Regions from separate parts of the Mus musculus genome. Here region 2 is linked to region 1. The links are chromatin contacts, called in public Hi-C maps. All regions are on one chromosome and are shown on one strand. The core of a region is the stretch at or near the end of the contact, and the rest is flanking DNA. Distances in the headings are between cores, read along the strand shown. Region 1 overlaps Oxr1 (oxidation resistance 1). Region 2 overlaps Oxr1 (oxidation resistance 1).

The links. A called contact is a pair of places that touch in the nucleus more often than the background predicts.
Region 2: a contact with region 1 is called in a Hi-C map of bone marrow-derived macrophages, with 3 times the contacts expected there. The contact joins two enhancer-like sites. A contact is called at or near these places in 3 of 484 Hi-C or Micro-C datasets (the HPC-5 cell line, adipose-derived mesenchymal stem cells and bone marrow-derived macrophages) and 3 of 115 datasets of contacts at active chromatin or transcription factors (CD8 T cells, embryonic stem cells and extraembryonic endoderm stem cells).

Annotation. Positions count from the first base shown.
Region 1 is chr15:41,607,891-41,615,532 of GRCm38.p6, reverse strand. All of the region lies in intron 2 of Oxr1 (oxidation resistance 1), which reads right to left. Among named protein-coding and RNA genes, the nearest start is that of Oxr1, 160 kb to the right of the region's middle. Within about 2 kb of position 3,137, at least 235 of the 459 cell types and tissues checked have an H3K27ac peak or open chromatin away from gene starts, as enhancers often do. A contact at or near this core is called in bone marrow-derived macrophages, where this site is marked.
Region 2 is chr15:41,761,501-41,769,387 of GRCm38.p6, reverse strand. The region is part of intron 3 of Oxr1 (oxidation resistance 1); the gene reads right to left. Among named protein-coding and RNA genes, the nearest start is that of Abra, 100 kb to the left of the region's middle. Within about 2 kb of position 4,612, at least 17 of the 459 cell types and tissues checked have an H3K27ac peak or open chromatin away from gene starts, as enhancers often do. A contact at or near this core is called in bone marrow-derived macrophages, where this site is marked.

The DNA.
Region 1 (7,642 bases), core at 1,888-4,387:
CCTATGTCCCCTTAGTTTTCTCTCCTTGGAGTGGACATTGACTTCTGTCTTATATGTATACATAAGATGCATAATTAACACATAGGTACTTGCACATTAACTTTTTAAAAATGTTTTTATTAGGTATTTTCTTCATTTACATTTCATATGCTATCCCAAAAGTCCCCCATACCCCCCCCCACTCCCCTACCCACCCACTCCCACTTTTTGGCCCTGGCATTCCCCTGTACTGGGGCATATAAAGTTTGCAAGTTCAATGGGCCTCTTTTTCCAGTGATGGCCGACTAGGCCATCTTTTGATACATATGCAGCTAGAGTCAAGAGCTCCGGGGTACTGGTTAGTTCATAATATTGTTCCACCTATAGGGTTGCAGATCCCTTTAGCTCCTTGGGTACTCTCTCTAGCTCCTCCATTGGGGACCCTGTGATCCATCCAATAGCTGACTGTGAGCATCCACTTCTGTGTTTGCTAGGCCCCGGCATTGTCTCACAAGAGAGAGCTCTATCTGGGTCCTTTCAGCAAAATCTGGCTAGTGTGTGCAATGGTGTCAGCGTTTGGAAGCTGATTATGGGGTGGATCCCTGGATATGGCAGTCTCTAGATGGTCCATCCTTTCATCACAGCTCCAAACTTTGTCTCTGTAACTCCTTCCTTGGGTGTTTTGTTCCCAATTCTAAGAAGGGGCAAAGTGTCCACACTTTGGTCTTCGTTCTTGAGTTTCATGCATATTAACTTATTGTACTATTTGTATATAATAAATACATAATGTAAAATATGTTACACTGTTATAAGTATTTACACTAAATATCTGAGACAGTTCTTTCTTTACCTTCATGGTTTTATTTTATCTGCCAGTCATTTTTTTAGAGAGTGCATACTTTCCTTTCTGAGCAAAGGGAAGAATTCTGTCTTTCTTCAATTCTTTTTCTTAAATGATCACATTAAGAACAGTAATAATTTAGAAATTCATGCTTTTGTAACGTTTTATAAAATTAATTTGGTTTTATAAAATGATAATATTTATAGAAAATTTTCATCCATCAATAGTCCTGATTTTGCACAGGTATGAGAAAGAGGTAATCGCAACATTTATATTCTGCCTCCAAACTCAGCAGTCATCATTATTAATGTTGTTCTTGAAACCAGGGCTGTGTTTAGATGGGAATGTCTTAGAATGACAGGTATTAGCAAATGAGAAATGGATCTCTGTGTCGCACTAGAATTCATGGATTGTTTGTTCTTCACCAATATCCCCAGACAAACGGTAAGAGAAAATAATGTATTAGAAGTGTTGTTTCTTGCTTGTGGAAACTGGCCATGGCAGCCTTTGAAGGCATAGGCAATTTCAGCAGGATAATGAAAGTCTGCAGATATTTCCGGGCATGAAAGAGCTTCTCCATGGCTTGGGCCATTCTCATTGTCAAAGCACTGATGAAATGAAATGGTGTTGAAAGTAACTTCAGGGTGAATAGTAAGGAGTACACTGGAAACTATACTACTAGGGCCATGTCTGCTCATCAACCGTGGCTCTGCATACATAGTCCTTTGCTTACATAACACAGGCACCAAACGGGAAACTCTTTAAAAGGATAGCTACATAGTGAATTATTGTGCGTACAAGTCAGCTAATAGTCAATAATCTATGCTTTTTTAAAGAGAATGGGACAGGTGCTGGAGGGATGACTCAGCAGTTAAGAGCACTGGCGTTCTTCCCGAGGACATGAATTCAATTCCCAGAAACCACATGGAACCTCATAACTTTCTGTAACTCCAGTTCCAGGAGATCCAACATCCTCACAGAGACATACATGCCATCAAAATACCAAGGCACATAAAATAAAAGTAAACCAAATACGTAAAAGAAAACAGAACACCTGTGAATGAATCTTGCCCAGTTGCAGCTTCTTCATGACAGCTGTTGAAAGCTTGCCGTAATGATGTATTTTTGACAGACTTTGTGATAAAATGATAATAAAATGCCACATATCACAAGCAATATATTTATTACATTAGTGAGGGGAGAAATAAAAAAATGAGAAACTGATACAGTAGTAAAAACCTGGTATGCACAAGTGAGGCAAAGTCATAGCATAAACATTAAGAAAATAAGAACCATAAGACTGATATGCCTATGTTTTTTCAAAAATCAGGATCATCTTCCCCCTAGGGAAAGATGCTACATAGGAAGCAGAAGATATTTCACCTATTTAGGCAAACATAGGAGGAGAGAAGATGGTTCTTCGATAAGTTTCTGGAAGCAAGGAAGAAGGAAGTAATTATTTTGCTTAGCAGTGGGCCCCATTGCTGGGCACAGACTCTGCTATGGTGCAAGCACTTAGTAAATTAATAGATAACTTGATCTTAAGTGAGCATACTCTAGCTTACCAAGTGGGATATGAATAAAATATCAGTTGAAGTTGTTTCAACATTTTGCCAGTTAGGATGTCTGAGGCACTTAATGGTCTATTTGATACTATGAAGCTGCAGTTTATAGGGTACATGTACATTCATGCATACGTGAAGATCAATGTCTATTTATTTGTAGGATGTTGGAGCCTTTTTTTTTACCTCTCATTCCTCCGCAGATTGAGTCTCTAGAAAGTCGTATTAGTGTCTGGGCAGAGAGATTAATGAGGCTCAGAGCTGCCTAACATATTGTGGCATTGTTTATTATATGGATTTTCTAAAAGCTAAAAACTTACATAGATAAAATCATAATACAGAGAAAACTTAGCTCATCATCGGTGATAGCTGCTCTTCTCTTTCTTTCAAATGACATTCAGAGTACTAAACAATTTGTGACACAACTCTTTTATCAGAGAGTAACACTAGACAATGGTGCTATATATATATATATATATGTAAGCAAATTCTGTTGTTGCATTTCTTAGCTTCTTTGTTCACTGCATAAAAATTCAATGCCTCTTTAGTAAGTACTGCTTCTGCTGAGTAAACTAGAACAAGCCAAAAATCCTTAATGAAAAGCTGTTCAGGAAACAGCTGCACTACGTTATGGTCTCATGACTCAACAGATCGATGTAAGTCGTCAGAGGAAGTAGGTGGGGAGAAAAGGCCGAGGTCTGTGTTCTATTTCCAGCTCTAGCCCCAGCCTCTGGGTGACCTGTGATGAGTCACAGCTGTCTTTCTGAGTGCTTGCAGTGACTCAGGCTTGCTTTAAGAAGTTTCCTGTTCAGTTCCATGTTATAGATCACTTCCTCTCAAAGGCTTTAACAGTACAAAATGATCCTTTTCATTCTTGGTCTGTTATGCAAAATAACTGGCAGCTCCTTCTGTGAAGTGAAATGACATTTCATTTATATCACCTAGTAGCAATGCAGAAGCTAGGGAGCAGTCAACAAAGTCTTGAATTATTGGACTCAGCAGCACTTCCTCCCTTCCCACACAGAACTGGAATGTTAAATTTTTCATGGATTACCTGGAAGCCACACTCTGAAGTCAAAGTGTAGCACATTTTATCCCACTGTGCCAGGCAGCTGCATCAGAGGAGACCAGACAGAGTTTTTGATAGCACTCTCCAGAGAATCCCCTCCTGTCAGTGTCTCCCTGAGAATCACCTTATCACATACGCATAAATAGACGGAGTTATTGTTAACTTGGGGCATCTAGATACACTTGACTCTAAAACTTAAAAAAGAAAAAAGCCTGAACCTCCATTTAATTTGCCGGGTTATTTTTATTAGCAGAAAACTTTTGAACTAAGACTTCAAACTTGTTTTATGAAGCCTTCCTTGTAATTACTCTATTTAACTTGTGATCTCTGGATTTACTTAAAACTTTTAAACACTAAATTAATTATTGTTACATAACCCACTGATGGAAGGCACACCAATATTGGCTTTGGTGTTGTTAGATAAAACATAGGTTTTATCCAATGTAGAACTCTGAGATTCTAATTAAACCAAAAGGAGAAGACCTTGCCAGGCATAGCTTGAGCAAGGGTACCAGTCACACACAAGTATGCATCAGGAGACCTCCCAGGGTAACTCAGGAATAGGGCCTTTTCACCCCATATGGTTCCATAGCCAATCGGAGGAAGACATTATATCAAACTACAGTCAGTCATGTTTACTGAATAATCTTTAATTCAGAACAAGCAAGTTCTCAGAGCAAAGCACTGCCACAGGGTAGAACGTCTTCCTGCATTGTGTGAGAAGAGTGGTTAGGGGGGTGAAGAGAGAGTGACATAAAGAGAATGCTTCATAATACAGAAGGGTGATTATAGCTGACAACAATTAATTATACACTACAAAATAGCTAGTACAGGGCATGGTGAATGTTCCTAACAGAAGAAAATTGAGCTAATACATATTCCAATTGCTCAGATTTGATCATTACATGTATGTATTGAATTATCATACATATCATATTCCATAAATATGTACAGTTGCTGTGTATCAATTAAAAAATAACAATGCTTCACCAAGGAAGTATTCAAAATATAAGAGCACAGAATTGAAAATAAATTAGCCTCAGTGTACAAAAATTTCATAGTTTAGGGCAAAACTGTACATTTTTGAATGGTGAGGAGAAGATAGCAGAAGAAAAAAGATGGAGATCCATTAATAACATGGTATATTCATATGCTCATGTGCTAAGGTCTGTTGTTGGCTTTTAGATGTTTTCTCTCGCTCCTTCCTTCACCCTCCTTCCCTATATATCTGTCTGTCACCTATCATCTACTTATCTATGATCTATCTATCTATCTATCTATTATCTACCTATGATTTATTTATCTCTCATCTATCTATCCCTCCTCTCTCCCTCCATGTATGTGTCATCATCATCTATCTATATCTTTTCTTTCATTGCAATGCCTGTAAAATCAGCCTGTTGCTGCACAGTTGGAAGCTTTGATACTGGCTCCAATTCTACATGCACATCAAAATTCCTAAAATACGAGACAGTGGCTTGCAAGAAAATAATTTTTTAGAAGTGCTTTTTTGTGTGTGTGTGAAGCAGGTAACTATTTTATGAAAAATATGATTTGTAATAACTTTGATGTTTCAACATCAGAGATTCAGAAAAGTTTGATATTTATTTAAACATGAGCTGATAGAAATAACATGACTCTTTATTTTGTATTTATCCTCCTTAGAATGCATGCTCAAGAAGGATATATAGTAAACATACTTTGTTTTCCCCTGACAAAACTAAAAATGTTCTATAAACTAGAAAGAAAGAAATACTCAAAGGGTATAAGAAAGTTGTATTGGCAGATGCTTTTCTAGTGCCATAGAGAATTAATAATAACTAGTTACTCATTAAAAACTCACAAGCAGCTGTAGCTTATGTTTCCTCAGCTAGGCTAGACACCATACTAGATGCTGGAGACATAATGGTGGGAAAAGAAGACATCACCATAGATGTCAGCATGCCATCAGCCAGAATCTTGACCAGTGCCTTGGAATTCTGGAATATGCACATCACTGTAATAAGTATATGCCTCAAGAGTTTAAGAGGAACGCACAATCAGGTATACTTATATATAGGATGGGAAGCAGAGAATGGACTGATAATTGGAGCACTACTAAAAAAGGTATTGAAATGGTTTGGGTGGGATATAATGAGGTCTTGAATGAAGACATTGTCATTGACAGAGAACAAAAAAGATTTAATTATGCTCAGGATGTTACTGCTCATAGGTCAGGATTAAAGAACCCACATAGGCAATTTTAGCTCCTAGTACATTCATGGAAATGTATAGTAGTACTTGTTGGCAATCAGGCACATCTACAGACAGCTAAAAGTGACTCCACGACAATCAGGCATCTTTACAGCCAGCTTTCGATACACTTTATCTTTATCTGCCCAAGAGGCGACAGTGTTGCTCCTGTCGCATGCCCCTTTGCGCATGCTCCTCAACTTCAACAAACTTCATGTTCTTCCTGACACCATTCTTTCTTCTCTCTCTCTCTCCCAGAGGTGGCCTCTGTATCCCCCGTCCAATAAACTCCGACATGAGACAAGCAGCATGGTGTGATTTTTTTTTTTTTTTTTTTTTTTTGGTCAGGACCCACCACCCAGTCCTATTAGTAATGGACAGAAATTTAAACATGCACCGCTTTCCAGCTTGCATATATATACCCAGAAGGCCGACCTTAGCCAACACTGAGACACTGCATACAAAAACTTGGCTGTTCTTTAGTGAGTGGCTGAGTAGGAACCGAGGAAAGGCAGGCACCAGGCCAGCTTAGGGTACACAGCACTTCCTGGCAATGGAAACTGTTCCCAAAGGGTAATAACATCTGACCAGGCACTCAGGAAACAGCAGGAAGAAGCAAAGATGTAGTAATATAAGGGAGGACATCCTGGGCTCTTGTAAGTGAACATAAAAATACAGTGGTTAAAGAAGGAGGGCACGGGGACAATTTCCAACATCTAGGCATGGTAAATGCAGCCTGCCTTTCAGCAGGGGGAGGGTAGGATAAGAAAGCAGTCGATCCCAAAGCCTTATATCTGATTAAATTCCACTAAACTTGGAAGATGACAGATCTGCTAAAGAACTATCATGTTTTAGTTTCTGTTATTTCAACAGGCCTTCCAAATGTTTAATCCTCTAAATTGGCTTTCAGGAGAAATAACCGTAAAAAGAGTTTTCAACGTTTACGGAATAACAGAGGAGGGAATGTTGACTCGACTTTCATTAAGTGATCAACTTAAAACCTATCATAAATTAAAAAGCCCGAGTAGAAAAGTGTTTGATTTTTAATTTTCATTCTTCACAAATACAACATTAAGTAAAGGACGTGATCCTAAATTTAGAATTATTCTAAATTAAAACAGAATTTAAAAAAAAAAACTAGTCACAGATACAGATTTGTTTAAAAATCTCCTGTTTGGTGTTGGTAAAGATACAAATTATGTAGTAGCATTCTAGTTAATTCAAAACTACTCTTATTTTCTGAGCATGCTTATATATGTGCACCTGTATTATAATATCTCAAGGGATACACATACATACCATATATAATGTGTTCCTCATATAAATTTATATATATATATATATATATATATATATATATATATATATATAATTGTTAACTCCACATTATTTCATCTACTGTCATTTTTATAGAGTAAAGACAGATTTCAGATTTATATTAATTTTATAAATTTTAAAAGTGTATAACAAGAAAAATAGCTGTCACTATTGTCTTTTGTGTATCTGTGAAGTTGTGCACCATTTCATATCATCTTTAATTTATCATTTAAGAATGAACCCCGAATGGAAAATTACATACATGATCTAACAGAACTTCAATGCTTGTGTTGGGAGTCAAACTGTGGTCCATGGATCCTACACACAAAACATTTTCTGGACTCTCAAACTCCAAGCCTCACCCATGGTGGACAATTAAGCAAGGATGGCCCTATCCCTGAGGCCATGTCTTATCCTTAGGTGTATCTGACTCCCACTTCTCTGGGCAGGAAACAGTCTTTGTTCTTACATCACATTTATTATTTAGATATAACTCTTGGCTTTACCCACTAAACTGTAAAACTGGAGAGCATGAATTGTTCCTTTATTTTCAATTTTCTTATAATATGAACTTGAGAAGCAGGAACCAAACCCTTAAGAAATGTATATAAACTAAATTACAGATACATATACAGTAAAGTT
Region 2 (7,887 bases), core at 3,363-5,862, 150 kb before region 1:
AGATCTTTATGGAATAGGCCAGTGCAGTTCAGAGACACACCCAAAACAATCTTGTTATTTAAGGAAATCTAAAACACTACAGAAGGAGGCCGACGGTAATACCAGATAGCACAGATCATTCTGTAGTTTATGACTGACTTTATAAACATAGCCGATGATTGACGTGGACAAGAAATCTGCAATTACAAGGTGAACTCATGTCTTGTAAATAGTTCATAGTAAATTCCATCAGCAGAGATTAACTTAAGAGTCAGCCTCTGTGTCCCAGATGATCAGCGCAGAAACAAAGGAGGCAGTGAGCCCAGCATTGTTTTACTCCTGTTTTCCTTTTTTACATTTTTTATTGGATATTTTCTTTATTTACATTAGAAACCCTTTCCAGGTACCCCCCCCAAACCCTCTATCCCATCTCCCCTCCCCCTGCTTCTATGAGGGTGCTGCCCCACCCACCCACCCACCCACTCGTGCCTCCCTGCCCTCAAATTCCCCTACACTGGGACATCCGTCGAGCCTTCACAGGACCAAGGGCCTCTCCTCCCATTGATGCCTGACAAGGCCATCCTCTGCTACATGTGTGGCTGGAGCCATGGGTCCTTCCATGTGTACTCCTTGGTTGGTGGTTTAGTCCCTGGTACCTCTGAGGGTTGGGAGGAGTCTGTTTGGTTGATATTGTTGATCTTCCTATGGGATTGCAAACCCCTTCAGCTCCTTCAGTCCTTTCGCTGACTCCTCCATTGGAGACCCCATGTTTCTCCTTTTTTTTTTAAATTTGATTTTTTTCCAGATATTTTTCACATGTGTGAATTTGCTTCATAGATTTACCTTTTTTGCATAATGATATGGAGGATAACATCAGAGGTTAGAATTAACAAAGAATACTGAGGCTAAAGAAAAACTGTTGACAGAGATCTTGGAAGTCGATTGCTTCTTAAGAGTTACTGGGGAGACTTCCGTGCGGCAACGGAATAGAAAGGTGTTGCTAACATCATCACAGTGTGGCGGTGCTTACCGTTGTGTGCTCTCTGCATTATACTATTTGCATGTGCCAGCAGTAAAGACAACTTGAGACTGCAGGCAGACCACATGCTTACATAGACACAGGGAAGCAACAATTTAAATGAAAAGGAGCAGTGTATAAAGTGTTCCCCTTTCTTCTTTACCTGCCTAGCTCTTTAACCATCTGCTCGTTCCATCCGTTTAATGCACCGAAATCCAAATGGAGACTAATACAGAATAAGCATTAGCCAACAAAGGATACACAGCTAAATTTAGATGACAGAGAACTTTCTTGGACAACTTGGTTTATTTTCAGACATTTGGACTCATTTAACCTGAAATTATTGACAAAAGCTAAAATAGAAGGGACTAGATGGGATATGATTACTCAGAAACAAAATAATTTTACAAACATTTTTTGATTTCATGCCAAATTAGTCTTCTAAAATTTGGCCTTTTAAAAAAAGAGTCAGAAATTTTTTAATAATTAATTACTCAAATAATAAATGACATTGCAAAGATAAAGCTACATGACACGGAAGGTAGAGTCTGTTCTATTCTAACCACAGAAATCATTATTTTCTCTCTCCAAACTTTTTTACTAAAATAGGAAGCATGTGTCTAAGTGGATCAGTGCTGTATCTTTTTACATTTTAAATTTTCTAGGAAGTCTATTTTTTTTAGCCTATGATTTGGTTTAAGGAATATATCAATACTATTTTCTCAATGAATATCAATAATATTTATCTTCTTTTCTAGGATATAAAGTGCAACCTTCCTGTGGATTTCGGTTTTACTTTCATTTCCAAACTAAGGATCCAGCATATCTTTAGGATAGCATCCTAATGAGGCTGTAGTAGTGTGGCACTCTCTAGAATAAACATCAGATGTACAGTTTCCTCTGAAGGCTAGCCTAGAGCTTCACTGATCGGACTTTTTTTTTTTTTTTCAGTTGGCAATTAAATATCCATATCAACACTACATTCCCTGTGTATGTTTATGTTGAAAACTACTGTTTGTACAGTCTTATTAGATACAACATCTCTTAGAAGACCGATTATGATCTTTAATGACCCAATTCAGCTCATTACAGAAACAGTAGCAATGCAATAAATACCGAATGACTAAGATAACAAGTACTAACAATGTAATGAAAATATATTAAATGTGAACTACATGGCCCTAAACTGACCTCACAACTATAAACTTGCATAATTCAATTTATACCTACTTAAAAGTTCAAACTACAAATAATATTCTGATACTTATTTTTGTTAAAAATGCCAACTAATAAGTAAAAAATGGAAGTCATGAGAGAGATTACTTCTGAAGACTTTGGTTTGTTTTGCATTTTGAAATTCCATCCATATGCATTCAGTAAAGCTGACTGTTATCCTCACATAAAGCAAAGCGATCAGTCATTGCTATAAGGAAACATGAATAAATGCTGCAGTAAAGATGTCAGAGAAATTTGCAGGCAAATGGATGGAACTTGAGAGTTTTATCCTGAGTGAGGTGACTTGGTCACAAAGGAATAAACATGGCATGTACTCAATGATAAGTAGATATTAGCCCAAAAGTTTGGAATACCCAAGATTCAATTCACAGACCATATGAAGCCTAAGAAGAAGGAAGACCAAAATGTGGATGCTTCAGTGCTTTTTAGAAGGGTGAATGAAATACTAACAGGAGGAAATATGGAGACAAAGTATGGAGCAGAGTCTGAGGAAAGGCCATCCAGAGACTGCCTCACCTGGGGATCATCCCATCTTGCTGGGAAGTGCCAGGAAGTGCTTGCTGATGGAAGCCTGATTTGGCTGTCTCCTGAGAGGCTCTGCCAGAGCCTGACAAATACAGAGGCAGATGCTTGCAGCCAACCATTGGACTGAGCCTAGGGGTCCCCAGTGGGGGAGTTGGAGAAGGGACTGAAGGAGCTGAGGGGGTTTGCAGCCCTATGGAAGGAGCAAGTGTCAACCAGCCAGACCCTCAGAGCTCTCAGGGACTGGACCACCAACCAAAGAGTACACATGAAGCGACCCATGGCGCTGGCCACATATGTGGCAGAGGATGGCCTTGTTGGACATCAGTGGGAGGAGTGGCCCTTGGGCCTGAGCGTGTTTGATGCCCCAGTGTAAGGGAATGCCAGGGCAGGAGGATGGGAGTGGGTGGGTGGGGGAGCACCCTCATAGAGGCAGGGGGAGGGGAGACAGGATAGGGAGTTTCTGAAGGGGAGACCTGGAAAAGGGAAAACATTTGAAATGTAAATAAAGAAAATATCCAATAAAAAACTATATATATATATATATATATATATATATATATATATATATATGTCAGAGTAAAGGGAACTGTTAATGAACAGTTGATGAGAGTGCAGTGCAGATTTAGTTCTGCCACCATGGCAAACTGTGGAGGTTCCTCAAAAATTAAAAATAGAATTGTCCTGTGATTCAGTGACCCCACTAAGTGGTATATACTCCAAAGAAGCAAAGCTAGCTTGCTTCACATCCATGTTTACCATGGCACTGCTAGAAAGAGCAAGCCATGGCTCTAGCCTAGATGGACATTACTTGGATGAGTGAATAAAAAACTGTGGTATACATACATAATGGACTTTCATATAGCCATAAAGAAGAGCTCAATTATATCACTTTCAAGAAAATGGAAGGAACTGGAGATCTTTGTGCTAAACGAAAGCCAAGTCCCACAAACTATGTATGATGTGTTTGCTGTTATGTGGGATTTAGGGGAAAGAAAGGCATGAAGGTGAAAGAAGGACTATATGTGACCTGAGAAGGGGGAGGGGCAGAAGTGAGACTGATAGGTGGGGTGAATAGGATCAAAGTGTGTTATATGAATGCGTGGAAATATCATAAAGAAACTTTATACTTTGTACAGTTAGTATGCATCATTGAAAAGTGACATTTTAGAAAACCTGAGGTTGTAATAGTATCTTGTAGCAATGCAGTTGCATGTTTATATTTCTATGAATGAATATGTACTCTTTATGCAGATAAGGAAATAACTAAAATGGCAAAAAAAAACTTCAGTAGTTACCAAAGCACACAGACCTTGATTAACACTTAACATGATAATCTTCATGCACTCCAGTCCCCAGTTATTTTATGCCCCCATAGCTCGCCACACGTACCCTGTACTTCTTGATCCTTTATCACTGAACCACTATTAGACATATTTAATTAATCTTCAATGGTCTAGGTGTCTCCAGGCCAAGTAACAACTGCACACTTCCCTTCTACTCCAAAAAGCCCCGTGAGCTTCCTCATTTCCAGCCCTGCACCCAACTATTCCAGGTGGCAACACACCATAAGGCAATCCTTGATGCTCAAGGGTAAGAGCTGCCTGGAATTCAATATGAGTCCTGAATTACAATCATGTCAAAAATAAGGAATGCAAGTGTTAATAATTCTATACACTTAAATATTTATTGTGGGTATTTAACAGTGAGAGATCTAGCAAATGAAAAGTTGTAGTTAATAATAAATATACCTCCTTTTATTTCCTCTTTTTTCATCTACCATCAAGTTGCTTCCTCTTCTGCATTATCTAATGATCTCTATATTCCACCCACATGCACGTCAGTCTTATAGTGCCTATCAAGGATAAAAACACAACACATCTCTCCTGTTGCCCATAATTAAAACAACAGCACAATGCCCTCCAACAACAAACTAACAGTGGAGCCAACTCAAGACTTGGTTGCAAGACTCTGTGAGACTCATAGAGTAGTTTATTTCTGTGCCTGGTTTCTTAGATGAGAGCTGGAAATGGAAAGATGGGGGTATTAGGCTTCAAAAAGTGAGGAGGTTTCTTTAGTTCCATGATTCTATCAGTTAGTATGTTTTAACAATTATTAATTTCTGAAATAACACTGGGGCCAGGGAGAGTCACACTTCCTCAAAACTGTAGATGAAGTAATGACATCTAAGAAATTAGTGCTCCAACTATCATGAAATTTACCTTCCCATGGAAAGAGGAGACAAGGTAATGGAATGAGTTTTTTTAGGGCTCATCCATAAATTCCTAGACAGATGCAAGAAGTTCTCTGTTTTAAGAATAAGACTGCTATTTATAGAAGCACCACGCAGAATTTCAGTCACATTGACTATTTTGTTTCACACTGTCATGATCTCCATCCACAGTTATATCAGACCTTACAATTAATGAATACCACCTGTCTTAGTCAGGATTTCTATTCCTGCACAAACATCATAACCAAGAAGCAGTTGGGGAGGAAAGGGTTTATTCAGCTTACAATTCCATACTGCTATTTATCACCAAGGAAGTCAGGACTGGAACTCAAACAGGTCAGGAAGCAGGAGCTGATGCAGAGGCCATGGAGTTATGTTCTTTACTGGCTTGCTTCCCCTGGCTTGCTCAGCCTGCTCTCTTATAGAACCAAGATTACCAGCCCAAATATGGTCCCACCCACAAGGGGCCTTTCCCCCTTGATCATTAATTGAGAAAATGCCTTACAGTTGGATCTCATGGAGGCATTTCCTCAACTGAAGCTCCTTTTTCTGTGATAACTCCAGCTGTGTCAAGTTGACACAAAACTAGCTAGTACACCACCCAAGAATGAATGGGCAATTTTGTTTTCTTTCCCCCTCCAAAAGAGTTTATTAAAAATGTTTGCATTCTTCCTAAGTGGAATTATGAATATTCACATGCTTTAATTGTTGATAAATTATTTTTGAAATCTAGAGAATGGTATATATTATAGAAACAAATCTGCACTTTTTGGCATATCAATACTTAAAAGTGACAGTAACTAAAGGCAAACACGTGCTTATGAGTTTTTAAAAATTGAATTAAACATGAAAAATGTAGACACTGGCAATGACAACAGTGGATCTCGGGAGTTGTACTACAAACTTTTCAGGAACAAGGCGGCAGTCGGATGGCTAGGACACTGCGCTAGAGAACAGAAGATGCAAGCTCCACTCACAGAGCCTGTGCTGACTCACAGGGTGGCGTTGTGCTTACCAGTTCATTGCTCTCCTCTCTGAAGATGCTCAAATTTAGGAGTGCATTCCTAGACTCCTAGAAATTATGCCTGTTGGTATTACTACAAAGCGTTACGTAAAGGAACAACAGATGAGCAAAATAGATAAAAAGCTATTATCAGCAAAGAGTATAAGGTGTGACTTTTTATTTGTTAAAAAATGGTTTTCTTTTACTTCATTGTCATAAAGTGGTGCTTCTCTTTGTACCTTTTCTGTCTTGGGGTAAAATAATCCTTTCATTTTCGGGAGAGAAATGAGGAATTATGTCAAATGATACCAAAGGGCAGCTTTGGTATATCTTCCCTTTGCGCTTTTTAAGTCTGATTGTGTGCTCTTTCACAATAATCTAGCAGACTGTTGCTTGACTTATTACTGAAGCTGCACATCACCCAGAAGCAAGAATTCATCACTAAAGGGAGCGCCACATACTTCAAGAAGTAGTTAAACCTGCCTTACCCTCCTCCAACCCTCCAGCACTTGTCAGGTGCTCTGCCTAGTGCCTAGCTCAGAGGATGCTAAGTGGAGGTAAGTGTCTGAGCCCACAGCACCACCACCCCACTGATCAGCAACAATGAAGATGGCAGCTTATGCTCACACTGTAGCATGGTGAGGGTGGCAGCAGATAGCACATGACGACTGGGCATCCACCGAGAGCCAGAGAAGCGCTGGGCCAGCTAACCTTGGCGGACAAGGGAAGGAAGAAAACATTTTTTCTAGACTCTATAAGTTTTATAGTAATGTGGTTTTGAAAATGAATATTTAATCAAGTGGAATTGTACACAAGGCAGCATGCCAGACAGCAGTGAGATCTTACAAAACCATCAACTTCAGAGTTGAAGAGATAAAATTACAACACTGTTTCTATCTATAGGCGTGACCTTGGCTGAGTTGCCTAACCTTTCTAAATCTGTTTTTTTAAAACAGTTTTATTTTTAAAATAGAGCTTATTAAAAAGTCTATTTTTCATGGGGTGTGGGAATATTCATGAAAGAATATACAGAAGCAACCAGGCCAGACCAGTCCTTGGCACCTAGAAAAAGGGAAATTTGCAAAAGATGATGATGATGATGAGACGACTGATTGATTTTCTAACTTATCCTTTACAGCAACACAATGGACAGACTTATTGACAGTAGCACAGTGTGATGAGAATGGTAAGAAGAAGAGATATTTAGGAAGACAGATCTTCAAATATGTGGCGCTTTGGGAGTCATGATGATGAGTGTGCAGTATGTGAACCAGGTAATAGGAGAGCTTGAAAGATTTTTGAAAAAGAAAAACCACTGAGCTGTATGTATGGATCAGAGAACTGGGAAAAGAGTAAGGAGTTCACTTAGAAGTACTATATGAAGCCACTCATGTAAGAGCAGGCATGGGAAATCTTTAAGTGGAATACTATACATTTCCAAGGATATCAGGAGAATCCTCTGTATGTAACCATTCACTTTTCCCAATAATCGTCCTGTCATGGAAAACACATTCATGCTTCTGGTAATTTGAGTTGAGAATGGCCCCCATAGGCTCATATGTTTTTGGGTAATTGATCCGTGGCTGGTAAATGTATAGGAAGGATTAGGAGGTATTGGAGGAGGTGTGTGACTGGAGGTGAGCTTTGAGGTTTCAAAAGCCCATACCATTCCCAGTTAATTTTCTCTGCCTCGTGCTTGTGATAAATTAAAGGGATCTGCAACCCTATAGGTGGAACAACAATATGAACTACCCAGTACTCCCCGGAGCTTGTGTCTCTAACTGCATATGTAATAGAAGATGGCCTAGTCGGCCATCAGTGGAAAGAGAGGCCCATTGGTCATGCAAACTTTATCTGCCTCAGTACAGGGGAACACCAGGGCCAAGAAGTGGGAGT